Regions from separate parts of the Mus musculus genome. Here region 2 is linked to region 1. Evidence: chromatin contacts called from public HiChIP or PLAC-seq data. All regions are on one chromosome and are shown on one strand. The core of a region is the stretch at or near the end of the contact, and the rest is flanking DNA. Distances in the headings are between cores, read along the strand shown. Region 1 has its middle 17 kb from the start of Ptp4a2. Region 2 holds the start of 1700108I11Rik (a long non-coding RNA gene).

Evidence for each region. HiChIP or PLAC-seq counts read pairs in DNA pulled down with a chosen protein or histone mark.
Region 2: a contact with region 1 is called in an RNA polymerase II HiChIP or PLAC-seq map of embryonic stem cells, with 24 read pairs. The contact joins the promoter of 1700108I11Rik here to the enhancer-like site in region 1. A contact is called at or near these places in 15 of 39 promoter capture datasets (the 3T3-L1 cell line, 3T3-L1-derived adipocytes, the C10 cell line and 10 more), 16 of 484 Hi-C or Micro-C datasets (B cells, CD4 T cells, CD8 T cells and 9 more), 11 of 115 datasets of contacts at active chromatin or transcription factors (CD8 T cells, the HPC-7 cell line, the SCID.adh cell line and 5 more) and 3 of 9 other capture datasets (adipose tissue, liver and pancreatic islet).

Annotation. Positions count from the first base shown.
Region 1 is chr4:129,802,325-129,805,594 of GRCm38.p6, forward strand. No RefSeq gene overlaps it. Among named protein-coding and RNA genes, the nearest start is that of Ptp4a2, 17 kb to the right of the region's middle. Within about 2 kb of position 1,282, at least 24 of the 459 cell types and tissues checked have an H3K27ac peak or open chromatin away from gene starts, as enhancers often do. A contact at or near this core is called in CD8 T cells, the HPC-7 cell line, the SCID.adh cell line and 4 more, where this site is marked.
Region 2 is chr4:129,851,135-129,854,612 of GRCm38.p6, forward strand. 1700108I11Rik (a long non-coding RNA gene) reads right to left here and starts at 2,097. Exons shown (of 2, transcript XR_868199.3): 1 at 1,997-2,097; 2 at 1,369-1,566.

The DNA of each region.
Region 1 (3,270 bases), core at 32-2,531:
CCAGAAGAGGGCATCAGATCTCATTACGGATGGTTGTGAGCCACCATGTGGTTGCTGGGATTTGAACTCAGGACCTTTGGGAGAGCAGTCGGGTGCTCTTACCTGCTGAGCCATCTCACCAGCCCCCCAGGGGACTCTTAATCTTTGGGTACTGAACCCACATGGGGACCTCATAAATGAATGTGGGAAGTCATGGAAAGTTTGGCATCAGTTAAATGTTTCTGAATATCCACTGACCAAAAATTAATTCATCATCCAAGGAACCCAAAGGTATTTTTTTTTTAAAGATTTTCTTTGTTGCATGTATGTATGTGAGTACACTGTAGCTGGCATCAGATCCTATTACACATGGTTGTGAGTCACCACATGGTTGCTAGGAATTGAACTCAGGACCTCTGGAAGAGCAGTCAGTGCTCTTAACTGCTGAGCCATCTCTCCAGCTCCTCCAAAGGTATTTTTGACCATATTCCGTGTATTGCATCGTACAGCTTCACTATGACCTTGTTTCTGAACATACAGCATGGTATGTGATATGCACACATTCACGGGAATGGGGTGGGCACACAGTCATAGATATGTGTTGTGCACACAGTCACAGGTATGGGGTGTACACACAGTCATGGGTTTGTGTTGTGTACACAGTCACAGGTATGTAGTGTGCACACAGTCACAGATATGGGGTATGCACACAGTCATGGGTATGGGGTATGTATACAGTCAAGCTATACAACACCAACACTTGCCTGAATCATCTCTGCTCAGATTTGAGATGAATGTTATAAACTGCAGTGTTTTACTCCACATACCAAACATTCTGTCTTATAAAACCATAATGGTTCAATTACAGAAAACAAAGACTTAATATTTTCTTACTTTCTTCCCTCAGCTGTGAATATCAAATTAATATATCGTTGGATTGTATTGTGCTGGAGTGTTTGACATGAAAAAATTGCTGACGTGAGTTTTATTTAGGAAAAACAATCATGAAACAAAGCCTGGTGGTTTCATTTCATGATTTCAAGGTTTCATCATAACAAGATGTGTTAAACCCACTGGTTGAGAATAAGAGCACTACCACAACTTAAAGCCAAATTTGAAGCAAGCATTAACTAAATACTGACCAGGATAGACTCTGGTCAGGTTCATCTCTGGGTACCCAGAAAATGGCCATGAGTCACATCTTGTAGGAGTTCAAAGAGGCAAAAACACACAATTCACTACACTTCCCATCAGGTCCAATCAGGGACAAGCAGGCATCCTGACATACTTCCTGTCCAGGCACCTCCCACCCTCATGTGATCAACACATCTGGTGCAAATAGGTCAAACAAACTTGTCTATTGGCTCCCCTAAACAACAGTCCCCAGCATTTCAGGAAGTCTCTCACTCCGGGGCTTATATTTTTTGAGGCATTTTTGTTTCATGAATCTCTTAGGAACAGTAATTAAAACGTAACTTTGACTCCCAGAGAGGTTCAGGCTGAATCAGGAGATCAAGGTCATCCTAGACTGCATACTAAGTTTAAGGTCCATCTGTACTACATGAGTCTTCACCCCAAATATAAGCTTAAATTTGTATTACATTTCCCTTTTATTTTTACTTTAGTGAGTATGAACCTCTTCTTTCTACTGTTCATGCACGCCCTGGCTCATAAGTGGCGATCAGAGGACAACTTGTGGGATTCTGTTCTGTCTTTTTGTTAAGGCCTGGGTAACCCCTGCCTGTCTAGCTAGCCATTTGATTTTATTTTATTTGCTGTTATTACTGTTACAAGGAAACTTTCTCCTGCCTGAGTGGATTGAATAATCTATTGTAGTCTGTGCTTTGCTGTTCTTGGAAACCAATCACAATAGAGGTCAATTAGAATTGCTTTATACAGTTAGCCACAAAAAGCTTGGACCCACACCAAACGTTAGGCAGCATTTTCTACACCTGTGTGTGAGCTTTTATAGCTTTTGCCTTTATAAGCTGCTCCTGGGATGGACCATAACATAAGAGAGACACCTGCACAGATATAAGAAGCCATTTTGAATAGGATTGGAGTAAAGTTCTAAGTTCCCAGGACATCCCTGAGAATTGATGTCCTCCTTGGCAGAGTCATATGCATGGATAACTGACATCCTGGTTGAGCTAAGACATGAATGTTGAGCCGAGCGTGGTGGCGCACGCCTTTAATCCCAGCACTCGGGAGGCAGAGGCAGGCGGATTTCTGAGTTCGAGGCCAGCCTGGTCTACAAAGTGAGCTCCAGGACAGCCAGAGCTATACAGAGAAACCCTGTCTCGAAAAAAAACAAAAAACAAACAAACAAACAAAAAAAAGACATGAATGTTGGAGAGACGGCTCAGTGGTTAAGAGCACCGACTGTCCTTCCAAGAGGTCCTGAGTTCAATTCCCAGTAACACCATGATGGCTCACAACCGTCTGTAATGGGATCTGATACCCTCTTCTGGCGTGTCTGAAGACAACTATGGTGTACTCATATACATTAAAAAACATATTAAGCCGGGCGTGGTGGCACACGCCTTTAATCCCAGCACTTGGGAGGCAAAGGCAGGTGGATTTCTGAGTTCGAGGCCAGCTTGGTCTACAAAGTGAGTTCCAGGACAGCCAGGGCTATACAGAGAAACCCTGTCTCAAAAAAACCAATAAATAAATAAATAAATAAAATAAAAAAGAGAGAGAGAGAGAGAGTCATGAATGTTACTTGCCACAGTTGAATACCCCAACCAATGGGATAGGATAAATGTACACAAAGACATGTTCTTAAGAAAGTTCCCTATTCCTAAATTTTGATTGGAGGAATAGCTTGGCACTGATGCTTATGGATTCAGGCTTAAAAGCACTGTAGAATGCTGGCTCAGGCTCACAGTCAGCTCCTGAGTCTGGTCTGTGGCTCTGATCGATCAGTCTTGGGCTAAATACTCATTAACTAACCCTGTCTGACTGGGATCGGTGTTTGTGTGGTTTATAGGGAGACTCCTGGACCCAACACTTCCACTGTGTTAGTCTTGGGGGTTCAACTCAGGTCATAAGACTTGAGCACAAGTGGCAAGCACATTTATCTCGTGAGCCATCTTGCCAGCCCTACATGAACTCATGGACTGGTACCAGAACAGGAATTCTAACAGTTTCTGAAATGGCTCTGAACATGCTTTTGCCATTTGCACTACGTATTTATCAAAGAGCAGTTCTCAGCCTTAGTGGGTATAGATACTTTGTTTGTTTGTTTGTTTTTGTTTTGTTTTTCAAGACAAACAAAACGTGTAGCCC
Region 2 (3,478 bases), core at 847-3,346, 50 kb after region 1:
CAAAAGTCTGGCTACAGATAGAGACTGGGTGTGATGCTAGCCTAAGTACTTTGGTCCTGTCTAGGTTAGACAGGACCAGGGAGTTCAAAGCTACCCTGGGCTTTATGGCAAGAGCCAGTCCATCTTGGTGAGCAGTTACAACGGACAGCTTTGTGCTGTGCTACTTAGGCGCCGTGGGTCACATTGCTTGGTTTTAACCTTGTGCCTTGCATTAGCCCTCTTAACTTCTGTGGTTGGTTATGATCATTACTCTTGGCTCTAAATGGCATGCTTTGTCTTTTCACTCTGGCTGAACTTGGTTTTGGTTCAGCTCCTCTGATATTGTGTATCTGACCATGCCGATGCATCTAAAGTTTCATGGCCTTGTGTCAACCTTAGTGCTCTTTCCAACTTGCCACATCTGCCTCATTTAGCTCTTTTTCTTTGGGGGTTCTTACTTCTTTAATGCCTTCCTTACTTTAGTTCTAATTGGTTTTTAAACCCAGAAACAAGGAACCTGGAAAACAGCTCAGCGGGTAAAAAGGCTGAGCTCATCCCTGGAGCCCGTGCTTGAGAGAGAGAGCTGGATGCTACGGATAGTTGTCATCCCAGCACTCCTGAGGAGAGAGAGCGAGCAGAGCCAGCTTGTGATAGTGCTGGATGGTCTCAACAATGACAGCTGAAAGCTGTCCTCTCACTGTCACAGTGTGCCCTGGCCAGTGTGTCCCAGCGCTCACACCAAAGCTTTGAAAGAAGCTTGCCAGGTTACACCTTACCCAGCCATCTCTGGTGGGCACGCAATGCCACTGTCTTAGTTACTACTACCAACATACCCAGTGTAAAGGGTCCCATTCTATAGTATTTCTAAGATTTAGAAAAGAAAAATTTGATGTGTGTGTGCCACATGTGTGCAGGTATCCATGGAAACCAAGAGACAGAATTGGATCCCCTGGAACTACTGCTGAAGAAACGTGGGCCCTCTGCAGAACCTGCAAAAGCACTCACACCGCCAACCAACTCTCCAGCCACCTCCCTTTTATTTTTTTAATTTTAAGGCAAGCATTTCCATCTTCTTAAATCTCATCCCTTATTTGATTAAAGGTTCAAATTTAAGTGCCTTTTTCTGATACCCTTTTCATTAACTTTTCTACATAATTCCCACCAACTTATAAACATACTATTTATTGCATGATAAGAGTCAGAGCTGAGGCTGGCAAGATGGCTCAGTGGTTAAGAGCGCCGACTGCTCTTTCGAAGGTCCAGAGTTCAAATCTCAGCAACCACGTGGTGGCTCACAACTATCCGTAACGAAATCTGATGCCCTCTTTTGGAGTGTCTGAAGACAGCTACAGTGTACTTACATATAATAAATCTTTAAAAAAAAAAAGCTGGAGTTGGTGGTATAAACCTTTAATCTTGGCATTATTTGGATAGCAGAGGTCGGAAGATCACTTGAGTTTAAGACCACCCTGGTCTGTGAAGTGAGTTCCAAGGTAGCCATGGCTTTGTAGAGAGAACCTGTCTTTATTTGGTTTGAGGAGTTGGCAAGATGGCCACCATGCCTGAGTTTGATCCTTGGAGCCTGTGCTGTAACACACAAGTGTGTACACATACAAAAGACAAATCGTTTTGATTTCACATCTACCTTGTTCTGACACAGAAACACACCCTGTACTGGGAATTGAACACTACAGTTAAATTTCTCTTTAATTTACAGTAAAACTAAACTTACATTCTCCTTTGAGTCTGTTCCAGCATAGATTGTTTTGTGGTTTGGGTTTTTTATTTTTGAAACAGGGTCTCTATAGGCTGGTCTATAACTTCTTATGTAGACCAGACGTCTTATTTGGGATTTTTATCCTCCGGCCCCTTTTAAGTGCTGGATTTCAGGCATGCACTGCCCTCTCTGTCTCCCAGTGAGAATTTTTATTTCATTGGGATTACTCCTATAAAGACCACCAGAAGTTCTGTTGCACTTAGTTTAGTGGTGGGTTCTCCTAGTGTTGGATTTGTCTACCTGGTGGGATTGATGCCACTGAAGTCTTCATTGAGCTGGGCAGTTGTGCTGCATGCCTTTCATCCCAGCACCCAGAAGACACAGGCAGGCAGCAGATCTCTTCGAGTTTGAGAACAGCCTGGTTTACAACAGCCAGGGCCTCAACACAGAAACAAACAAGCATTGTGACTTAATAATGGTTCCTCAGATGCGTGCAGCTAAAGTTCCTGGGCCTGACATGATGAGTGGGCTTCATGTGAATAGCAGTGCTGAAATAGGCATTTCCTAGGTGAACTGGCAGACTGATGGAAGTTCTTCAGAGAGCCTTTCCTGGGTTTAATGTTGCTGGCTTCGCAGATGGATGAAGGGCGGGCCCCCAAGCTAGCACTGTAGGTAGTATGGGGGACCCACAGAAGGCAAGGAAAGATTCCCCACAGCCAAGAAGGAACAGGTGCCGCAACACCTGGGTCTTATCTCCATGTGGATCTAAGGCACTACGGCCTGGGAACATCTGCCCTGGTGATAATATTGGGATTACAGGTGTGTGCCAGCACACTTTGCCCCCCCCCCCCCAATGTGGTCTCCCTCTGTAGCTTGCTCTACTTTGTAGGCAAGGCTAGCCTTGAACTCACAGAGATCCACCTGTTTCTGCCTCCCGAATGTTAGGATTAATGGTGTGTGCCATCACATCTGGCTTTAAACCTTAATTTTTAAAATTACATTTAATTTGTGTATGTGTTTGTGGGTACCCCACAGCATTTGTGTGGAGGTTAGAGAACAGCTTGCAGGAATTGGTTCCTCCACTTTTGAGTCCCAGGAAGTGAGGTTGGATTGTAGGCTGATGCCAAGCCACTCTATCTGCTGAACCATCTTGCCAGCTTTTTATTTTTTATTTTTATTATACATAAGTTACACTGTAGTTGACTTCAGATGCACCAGAAGAGGGCATCAGATCTCTTTATGGGTGGTTGCTAGCATTCGAACTCAGGACCTTCAGAAGAGTGCTCTTACCCGCTGAGTCATCTCACCAGCCCATCTTGGCAGCTCTTAAGTTTTCCTTTTTTTTTTTTTCTAGTTACGTAACCAAAAGAAAACAAAAACCTAGGTTGGCCTAGGACTCCCAGTGGTCCTGTCTCTCCACACCCAGCTGTGGGGCTCATGGTGGCACACACTTGTAGCTAGCATTTGGATGGCTGAGGCAGGAGGACCTAGGCTACATAGGGAGTCCATGTATCAAAACCCCAAGGGATTAAACACAGCTTGTTGAGTGCTGTGACAACCTCCTGTGAGTGAGTGCGGTGTGCCTGCTACGTGTTTACCCACTATCCTAGCCACTGAGGATACCAGGGGAGGGAACATGACAAACTGGCAAGAAATTATTAAGGGGTAGGAGAAGAACATTTCTTTTCAGTTAAACATCAGTGCAATAAGAGAACGTGAGGAAGAGCATAGGAATTAGTGATTAATACAGTCAGACGGAATGGCCATGAGACCGAGGAAGAT